Regions from separate parts of the Anas platyrhynchos genome. Here region 1 is linked to region 2. Evidence: chromatin contacts called from public Hi-C data. All regions are on one chromosome and are shown on one strand. The core of a region is the stretch at or near the end of the contact, and the rest is flanking DNA. Distances in the headings are between cores, read along the strand shown.

Evidence for each region. Hi-C and Micro-C count contacts between places; a contact is called where the count stands out from the background.
Region 1: a contact with region 2 is called in a Hi-C map of subcutaneous adipose tissue, with 5 times the contacts expected there. The contact joins the enhancer-like site here to the promoter of HOXA9 in region 2. A contact is called at or near these places in 4 of 8 Hi-C or Micro-C datasets (liver, skeletal muscle and subcutaneous adipose tissue).

What each region holds. Positions count from the first base shown.
Region 1 is chr2:125,064,249-125,069,190 of IASCAAS_PekinDuck_T2T, forward strand. No RefSeq gene overlaps it. Among named protein-coding and RNA genes, the nearest start is that of CBX3, 120 kb to the left of the region's middle. Within about 2 kb of position 2,048, at least 8 of the 8 cell types and tissues checked have an H3K27ac peak or open chromatin away from gene starts, as enhancers often do. A contact at or near this core is called in subcutaneous adipose tissue, where this site is marked.
Region 2 is chr2:124,457,806-124,462,912 of IASCAAS_PekinDuck_T2T, forward strand. It overlaps HOXA9 (homeobox A9), which reads left to right and starts at 2,647. Exons shown (of 2, transcript XM_027450974.3): 1 at 2,647-3,543; 2 at 4,648-5,107. The coding sequence starts at 2,970. The coding sequence ends at 4,886.

The DNA.
Region 1 (4,942 bases), core at 798-3,297, 610 kb after region 2:
AGGGTGCCTGCTTGCGAGCGCAAAAGGAATTGTGAACATATGATTATGTGTAAACACCAGGCTATTTTTTTTTGTATTTGTATGTTAAATAAATATGCGTAACGCGGATAATTATAAAACTACTAATTAAAAAAAGATAAAAAAAAACCCAACGACTGTTGTGAATGTAAATATCCACTTCAGGGCCACTTAAGAGCTAGCAGACATTACGGTGCTTTTCCCTGTCCTTACAGCCACTGGCGACTACGCCAGCCTCTGTGGGTGTTTTTTACCCTATTTTCTCTTGGAAACAGATGTGTACTTTATTTCAGGCGAGCTTTCTGCTCTACCCCCCTCCCAGTCCTCCCCCCCCCCCATACCTGCTAATTCCCCGAGTTTATCCGTGCCACAGACAATAAAGCCATAAAGCTGCCTGCAGAAATTTGTTTGCCGTAACGACGTGTTATTTGAGCCCCGGCTTTCGGGACTCTGACACTTGCCCAGATCAAAGAACCCCCTAAAAATCGCCGGGTGCTGCGGGGCCGGGGCGGGGGGACGCGGGCGGCCCGGGGAGGAGCCCGGTGCCGGGGGAGCCCGGGGGGGCCCCTCTCGTCCCGGTGCAGCTCCCGGAGGGCTCCGCACCCCCGGTTCCGGGGCTGTCCCCAGCCTTGCCAGGACGTTTTCCCCGCTCCCCAGCTGCTGCTTTTGGGTGGGTGTCCCTGCGAGCTGCGCCTACCTTAGACGGTTTTACGGCCCCCCGTCTAATTGCCCGGTATTAGTTTTACTACCAGATACCGGCTCCTGAAAAGTAGGTTTAAATTACGTGTTGCAGAAGCGATACCATAAAGCAGCAGAAAACAGAATCCCTCCTCCAACACATTTATGGGCTAAGGCTGCAAAGATCACAGGCTTCAGGTTTTGCCTTCGGTTTAAAGGTTGGCCCGGCACGGGAAGTCATTTGATAAACCTTAAGCTGTACTTCATAATCTTTACTGCTTTATGGAGCTTTCCAAATCTTTAACACACTGTAACCTTTTCAAGACAGATTGCCAGACAACATTTCGGTGTTGGGTTTACTTAATGCGGCGCTGGCGAGGAAGTGAATTTTCACGGTGCCCACATTACTGCCGGGCACTCCCCCCCCCCGCCCCCTCCCGCTCCCCGGCCCCGCGGAGCCGTCGCCTGCGAAGATTTATGAAACCTGCGGATCTCTAATATCGTGCGCACGGATTTTGATCCGTCAGATTACAGCCTCCGCCGTGTCTGAGGCTGCCGCTGGTGAAGGGCGCTTGTGGTACATATTTCCTCTGATTAGCGCTTTCCTGGAGGGGAGGGAGCTCGTGATTTATTGCCGCGTCCAGCCATTTAGGAAGCGAAATTAACCCCAGAATGCCTCCGTCCCGTTTGAAGTTCACGGCTTGTTTTCCTTACAGTACGGAGCGCGGATCAAAGGCTCGAAACGCCCTCTCGTGTTTACTCGAGTTGCAAAAGAAAGGAAAAACAGACACCTCTCGGGCAATCAAAGCATCGCCTCGCCGCCGCCGCAATCCAACACCCGGCGGGAGCCGCGGTCCCGGTCCCCCCCCCCCCCACCCCGGGTTCCCCTCCTCAAATCACCCCGTGACGAAACGACCCCACCCGTGTGACGCCATCAGGCTGCTTCTGTTCCGATTTCTGCAATAAATTAACGGCGGTGACAGGCGGGAGGCTGAGACGGATCTGGTGGTGTTTTGTTTTGTTTTTAATTATTTGAGTTTGAATTTTTATTTTTTTTGGTGTTTTTAAACACGACCCCTCCGACAAAGCCAGCTACTCCGGAGTCACCTCCGGGGGGGCTGGAGCTGCCCAAGCAGCACCCATCGGGCGCCTCCCGGTGCTGCTGCTGCCCATCGGGGCGGTGCAGGGGGGGGGGACATTGGGACGCCCCGGGAGCGCCCCCCCCCCGCCCGGGCCCCGCCGTCAATCAGTGCCGGCCACTCCTAAATCACTGCCGCGCACTGCCCCCGTCCCGCGCGCTGATTGGTTCGCGCCGCCCGTGACGTAACGGGCCGGGCGGTGCCGGCGCGGGCGCGGCGGCGGCAGCGAGGGGGCGGCCGCGGGCCCGGCGGTCCCGTGCTGCGGGTGCTGCCCCCACCCCGGCCCGGGAGGGTGACCGGGGGGCTCCCCCCCGGCACGGAGCGGCTGCAGGCGGGCCCCGCAGCCCGTCCCTGCCGGGTCTCTGCCTGCACTGCTCCCGCCCGGGCTCTGCCGCTCGGGCTCTGCCGGGGAGCCCCGCACAGGCGGGGGGGGGCCCGGGTGCGGGTGACCGCGGGGCTGTCCCGGCTGCGGGCACGCGCTGCGCGGCCCCGCACCGTGGGAACGCGCCCGGCCCCGCTCCCACGCCGGCCCCGGGGCGGCGCGCCCGGTATGCAAATGAGCCCTGATTGACAGCCCCGCGCCAGCCAATGGCGCGGCGCCCGGTGAGCTATTGGCCGGCGAGCCTCTGACCGTCAGGAGTGACGCGGAAGGCGCGCCGGCCAATCCGCGGCGCGTATGCAAATGAAGGGGGAGGTGCCGCGGAGGGGAGCGGCGGCGGCGGCGAGCGCCACCTCGTGGCCATTCCGGGCGCTGCAGCGGAGCGGGGCCGGCGGTAGCGCTTGGGGTCGCCCGGCGCCGGCAGCGCCGTTTTGGGGGAAATAAACGGGAAAACGGAGCAGCGGGGGGGTACCCCTGCCAGCCCCCGCCAGGGGAAGCGGCGTTTTGTTAAAGGGTTCGGGGGGAAGGAGAACGGCGCCGTGGTTCTTCCCCGAAAGGGTGAAGAGCTCCGGGGGGCGCTGCCCTTGGGGCTGTGTCTTTAGGGGGCTTTAGGGGGCTTTTTTTGGGGTGCCCGCTCGGGTCTGGGGCTCTTGCAGCGCTCCGGGGTCTGAGCAGGCTCCCTGAGCCCGGGTGCCTGTGCTGTGAGGGAGAACACACCTATACACGTGTACCCATGCACACTCGTGTATATGCATCTTAAGCGTGTAATTTTGTGTTTAATTTTACAAATAAAAAATAAATCCCCCAGCGATGGGCACGCTTGAGCTGCTGCCTATCTCCTCCTCCTCCTCATCCGGAGCCCCATTCCCTGAGCGCATCCAGCCGCCCCTCCGCCGAGCCCTTCCCCTCTTCTTCTCTCTCTTTCACGGGGTCTGCACGCTTTTCTGTTCTTTTTTGGGACAGCTGCAGTCCCTGCTTTCATTTTCCAAAGTTTCAGGGCACGTAGTTTGCGATTGAAACAACTTCAAAGCAGCCTAAGCAGCAGTTACGCCCCAGCCTGGTGTGTAAATAGTGCACGGATGGCAAGAAGTGTCCGTGTGTGCGTTTTGGGGCTCCACTGTGCTGGGTTGCAACCGTGTCTGTGCTCCTGGAAATGGAAAACGGCCTGAATTCAGCGCTCAGCAGTCAGAAATAATCCCATGAAAGAATAAACGTGACTTTTGCATGTAGCAAAAAAATGATTTATTTTATTTTTTTTTGATATTCTGTTTTTGTGACTCGGGAAAAAAAAGTCAAAGTCCATGCGATTTATGCAACCATCAATGATAGTTTATCCCACAGTGATCCCACACATGAAAATTTTTTTTTCCTTCCTCGGAGAAGGGTGAAACGCCACTTTTGCAACAAGCAACAGAGGAATTTCATGCACGTCTTTATTTGTTTCGTGTGCCTGGATGGAAGAGAGGGGGGCTGCGTGTGTGAGTGTGTGCCGGAGGGGTTAGCCGGGGGATAAAGAGGCTGCGGGCTTTGGGAAAGCAACGATTCCCGAGAACCCATGTGGAGTTCCCCCCCTTTAAAACCCTAAACAGACATTCCAAGAAGGAGGAAACAATCCCGATTTGTTTTCATTGGAGGTTGTAAAGCAAGACCCAAACAGAGTTAGAAATATAAACCAACTGAAAGATCTCCCAGCTGTTTAGCTGCTGCTTCTAAACAAGCCTGATCTCTTTTTCCCCTCTCTCCCCTCCCAGATCTCCCTGGCTTGTGGTTTCTCTCTAAATAAGGCAGGTTCCCTAGAGAGCAGCTCGCTGGAATTCACTCCCTCAAGAAATGACTGCATAGCTTGCTGCGATGTGAAAGGGGCCTTGAGTCGGGGAGGGATCGGGGGAAGCGACGGCTCCGCAGCCGAGGGAGATATCTGCTGTGGTAACAGGCAGAAACAAACACCACGCTTCGCCGCACGAGTCTGATTACCTGAGGGCTTGGAAAGACTCCCTTCTCCTGTCCCCAAACCATCGGAAATAACCGACCCCATGCAAAATCAGTTCCCCCTCTGTTTTCCTGGTGCACGGCTCATTCCCAGGGACTGCAGGGGAGCCGAGCTGGTCCTGCAGCGAGACCCATGTGCTTCCTGACGAGCTCCTCGTGGTCACCACCAAACCCTGTCCCCCCCATTTTCTCCTTTCCTCTCCCTAATCCTGTGCCTGGTTCTCCCAGCCCTTCTCCAGAATCCCACCTAATTTCTGGCCCGTTCTCAGACCGCTATTTCTTTTTGTTTCAGTCGGAGCACTTTCCACCCTAACATTATTGACTGCTGAGCCTGCACTTTTCTGGTCTGTTTTATTTTCATACGGAGTCCAGGAACTGTGACTCTAGCAGACTTGTACTCCACAGTTTGTTTGTTTCTGTTCTCCTGCAAGGGTGAAACCCTGAAATCCCCTTGCACTCCTTGACTTCCACCTCTCTGTGAAGTTAAGAGGCTGCAAGAGTGACGGAAAATGGCCAGATCCGCGCTGGGGGCGATGGACAGAGCAGGACAAAGCACAGTTTGGCACCCTTTCCGCAGCATCACGTCTGCAAATCCAACAAAGGGCACGCCAAGCAAACAACAACAAACCAAAAGAAAATGTAGGGTTTGAAAGAAACGAAACCAGCCCCCACCACCCACATATTTTTGGGTTATGGCTGTAGATATTACCCAGGTTATTTCCCCCACGTTGGGCTTGGT
Region 2 (5,107 bases), core at 1,397-3,896:
TGGCTCTGTGTACATACGCGGGTGTATTTACAGGGCACATGTGTGTGCGTGCGTGCCTCTCCAGCCTTTACACACAGGTTCGCCTCTGTCCACTTGAATCGCATCACTCTGATTTTTTGGACCGCTTCCCCCAAACTCTGAATCATTTTTTCTGCCCGCCGTGCCAAAATACCTCTGCGCGCTGGTAGCACCGGCAGGAAAAGGCGATCCTGAACTTCCCGTTCAGCGGAGATCGCAAACGGCCGCGCAATCCTGCGCCGGGGCTCCGCGGTGCGCTGCTGCTGGAGCTGTGCGCACCGATGCCCCCAGCCTAAAAATCCCGGGGTCCTCCTTCCTCTCGGAGCTGGGGCTCACTGCTAACGGCGTGGGAGCTCCACTAGTTTGATCACGCCGGGATGGAGCTCAGGGAGCGTTTGGGTTCAGCCGCGAGAGGTACAGCAGGGCTTCGTTCCTGGAAAGTGCGATTTGGTATTGCGATTTGATGGGAAGGGCGATTTCTGGGCTGCTTGGGGTGTGCTGCGCCCAAGCGTGCAAAGTGGCCAAAATGCCGAAATAATTCGCAACGCAAAGGGTACGAAGCCCGTGGTACCCCCCACGAGCTGTGGTGGCTCGTATGCAAAATGTACTTTGGGGAAAACTGGGTCTAAAAGAATGAAAAAGGAGGCGAATGCTCCAGTGTTATTATCTGCAACATGACCGCGTGAAAAATGTCTGTAATTATTTGCCGTCTTTTAACTCTTGCTTTCTGTACTCCCTCTCCCGCCGCTTGGCTGCTGGCAGTGAACAAATTCAGAATTTTACAGGGAAATAAAAATACAGGCGCGTTCTTTAAGACGTTATTGTTATTGTTATTCATTTGCTATTAGTTTTGGTGAGGAACCAAAAAAATGAAACCCGCTGCAAGTTGAGAACCCAAATTCGAATATAAACATCCAGGACTCCTGCAGCTAAGATTATTTTTTTCTGAATGGAAAAAGGAAGTTCTACAATCACATTTCACCACAGCTGACTCCGTACTAATAAATACAAATGACGTCGAGTTCCGTCTTTCCAGGAAAGAAATACAATTATTTTTTTCTATTACGGCGTGTCTATACAATGGCCACAAAAAATAACAGAGGCGATCTTTATTTGCATTTTTTAAATGGTTAGAAAATAACGGGCTCCCTGTTTGCGGAGATCTTGTAACTGTTCTGTAATTTTCTAACTCTAATATGGGATAATAGTTTCATTATGGGCCTTTGTAATCCTGAATGGAGAGAGGGCGTTGTTAAAATAGGATCTCCGTAAGATTTCTGATTAAACCGTTGGGAAGACATGAAAAGAAAAAGCGAGAAAGAGAGAGGGGAGAGAGGGAGAGGGAGAGGGGAAGAGGCAGCCCACATAGCGATGTAAAACTAATTAGAACCACACTTTTGCACGCACAATATTTACACGTGATTTTAATTATTGCCTCAGCCTTCCCTGCGATTCGCGAGGCTCTAATAAATATATTTCGACTAAATCGAGAGGAGATTTTTCTCGTGCCCCCCAGCTGGATCTCGCAGGCTTCTTGGCCAGCCCCGGGGAGAAGCGGGCTGCGTGGCCGCCGGAGAGAAGCCCGGACCCGCGGGCACGTTTGCGAGCAGCTCAGCCCCTGCTTTAATTCCTAACACTGGACTTGGATCTGGCCGCGGCTTTACTTTCCCCCCGCTCGCCCTCCCCTCCTTCCGCGGGGGGACCGCAGCCCGGTGCCTAGGGGCTGGTGCTGCTCGCGTGTGCCCTGCAGCAAATAAATAACTATATTCGCACATAAATATTTTGGGGTCGGCAGAATGCGGTGCGAGCGAATGCAAGCGCCCCTTTTATAGCCGCCCCGGCAAGCAGGGTGCCTTTCGGCAGCGGGGAAGACAGGGCTTTTTCTCCCCTTTCCCCCCGCTGCTTCGCTGCATATTGAAGGATTAATCGTGGCGAGAAAGCCCGGCCAGCCCCGCGGCCCCTCTCCCCGAGGGGGTCCAAGGGCAGGACGGGGAGGACGAGGAGGGTGTTTCGGTCTTGAGGATGAGGAGGGGGCTTCGGTGATGAGGATGAGGAGTGGGTTCGGTCACTGCTGCCCTCGGTGAGCCCGGCGAGGGGGCGAGCCCACAGCCGGCCGCCCCGGTCCTCCTCCGGCCTCGGCAAGGGGATGCGTTGAATTTGACTTTTCTCTGCTTAGCCCGGGACTGAACGGAACGGGATTATTTACAGTGAGCTCCCAAACTAAACACAATGGTATAATTTAACCTTTCCGAGCACTCGTAAATTTTTACTGCTGTGAAACACAGCGATGCAAATGAGCGCGCTCATAGTTACTGACTTAATAACAACCCCGTGGCTCCCGAAACAATAACTCCTTATGAAATATAATAAATATATATTTAAATACAGTATACCGCAACTGCTATTTTCCTTTTTTTTATTGCTTCAATTATTGTATAATTTTATGTGAAGGTCTCCGATCGGGAGGGGTTTTGTTTTGTGATTTTTATTTTTTTTTCGCAGGGAACACGACCCACTGATGGGATGATTAATTGTGATATAAAATAGTCCGCTTAAACGAAAAAAAAAAAATAAAATAAAAGGGGGGGGGGGAGGGAGGAGGGAAAGAAAAAGGGGGAGAGGCCGTGAGGCGGAATCTGATCTTTTAATCTCAGTTGGCCGCAATTAAAACAAACTCCGCCGTATAACTCGCGTATCCCTTTGCATAAAAACATATGGCCTCGCTATAAAAATGATGGCTGGAGAACACTGCCCCGTTAATAGCCCGCGGACTGATTTATACTTTATTGTTCTGCTCCCCCCCGCCACGTGACCGGGGCAGCCAATGGGCGCCGGGGCTGCCCCCAACTTATTACTGACTCTACTTCTCCGCCGGCACCGAGTTGGTGCGGGGAAGCCCCGCAGCCCCGAATTGCGGCGGGTCCGGCGCCCCCGCCGCGCCGAGCCGCGCCATGTCGGCCCCCGGGACCCTCAGCAACTACTACGTGGACTCCTTCCTGGTGCCGGAGGGGGACGAGCTGGCGGCGCCCCGCTACGCCCCCCCGCCGCTGGGGCCGCCGCCGCCTCCTCCTCCTCCTCCTCCTCCTCCGAGGCCGGCGGCGCTGGGCGAGCACCCCGAGCTGGCCCCCTGCAGCTTCCAGCCCAAGGCGCCCGTCTTCGGCCCCCCCTGGAGCCCCGCGCACCCCGGCGGCGCCAGCGGCGTCCCCGCCGTCTACCACCCCTACGCGCACCACCAGGCGCCCGTGGCACCGCCCGACGGCAGGTACATGCGTTCGTGGCTTGAGCCTGTGCCGGGCTCCTTGTCCTTCCCCGGGTTACCTACCAGCAGGCATTACGGCATTAAACCTGAACCGCTGGCGGCCAGAAGGGGTGACTGTACCACGTTTGACACTCACACTTTGTCTCTGTCTGATTATGCTTGTGGTTCTCCTCCAGTTGATAGGGATAAGCAAAGCCACGAAGGCGCATTCTCTGAAAGCAATGGAGAAAGTGAGGCAAACGGAGAGAAACCCCAGATCGATCCAAGTAAGTGGCACCGCGAAGGGCAATGGACTTCATTCAGGGCGCCGCGCCGGCCGCGGGGAGGTGTCGAGGTGCCGGGGCTAATGACGTGCCGAGCACCGGCTGCTGCAGCTGGGAGCCACCCGAGAAAGGCAGCGCTGCCTTTCGTGGGCTCTGCTGGCATCCAGGACGGCTCCAGCTTCCCAATCTGCAAGGGGAACAAAAACCCCACCCTGCAACTTAAAAGGGAAAAAAAAAAAATAAAGCCCCCCCTCATCCCCAGCCCAGCACCCGAGCAAACTCCGCGGGACGGGCTCGCATCCTCCTGCTGCGCCGAGCTCACGGGCGTGAGCAAGGGACGGGAAGAGGGTGCCTGGGAAGCATTGGATGTGAATCTGATCTTTTTGTGACCTGGGGGGCGGGGGGGGGAAGGATTATCGCGGGGCTGGCAGCAGAAACCTCGCCGTTGACTCGGTGCCTTCCTCCCCCCCCCCTCCGTCTCCTCGGTGGAAAATGCTGGGCCGGGTGATCCCAGAGCTGCGGGAGCGGTAGCAGGGCACCTCGGAATTGCTACTGCTAACAACGCTATGCAAATAAAGCTCTGAAGCAGCCCAGGCTTTAATTGTGCCGGCCGCAGACTGGCTCGCCAGCTCCTTGCATCTTGCCAGTGATGACACGGGAGAAGGTCGAAAATTAAAAAGAGAAACAATTTCGACGACACGCTGCTCTGGCTGGGCACTCCCCGGGCTGGCCGTTTGAGGGGGGGGGGGAGTGTGTGGGGAGGACAGGAAGGAGGGAGGGAGCTAGCAGGGAGAGGAGGCGAAAGAGGATTTTAAAATTGCATCCTCCTAACAATAAAAAAGGGCGAGAGGAGGCGGGGGCGGCGGGGCTGTGCTGCGTGTGGTTCTGTGTGACCTCTCTCTGCTTTGAGCCCATTGTGCCCCACCGTCCCGCATGTCTGGGGCAACGAGGGCCACGTCGTAAACCCCCAAATCAGGACACCTAGGCGGGACCCTAAAAAAGTCAGGGCACCCCTCGGTGGTCCTGCGTGCTGTTCTCTCGCCAGCCCCCTCTCGCCCCCCCCCCCCCCCCCAGAAGCCTGAACTTCTCCCGCTGTTTCCCTTGCAGATAACCCCGCTGCAAACTGGCTCCACGCAAGGTCCACCAGGAAAAAGAGATGCCCTTACACCAAGCATCAGACGCTGGAACTGGAAAAGGAGTTTCTGTTCAATATGTATCTCACTAGGGACCGTAGATACGAGGTGGCCAGACTCCTCAATTTAACTGAGAGACAAGTGAAAATCTGGTTTCAGAACAGGAGGATGAAAATGAAGAAAATCAACAAAGACCGAGCGAAGGACGAATGATGGTGATACGCGGGTTACACTGAAAATACGTACAGTAAAACAAAAACAAAGTTAAAAACAACAACAACAAAAAATCCTCCCCTCGAGCCCTGCCATGCAATGCGTCTGGGTCCAGGCCTCATTTTTTTCCATGGCATATTCTGCTTATGATTGTACCTTGGTTGTCACTGTAGCATGGAGAGGCCAGTTTGCCAGGAGAGGTACAGTAAGACTTTTAATTT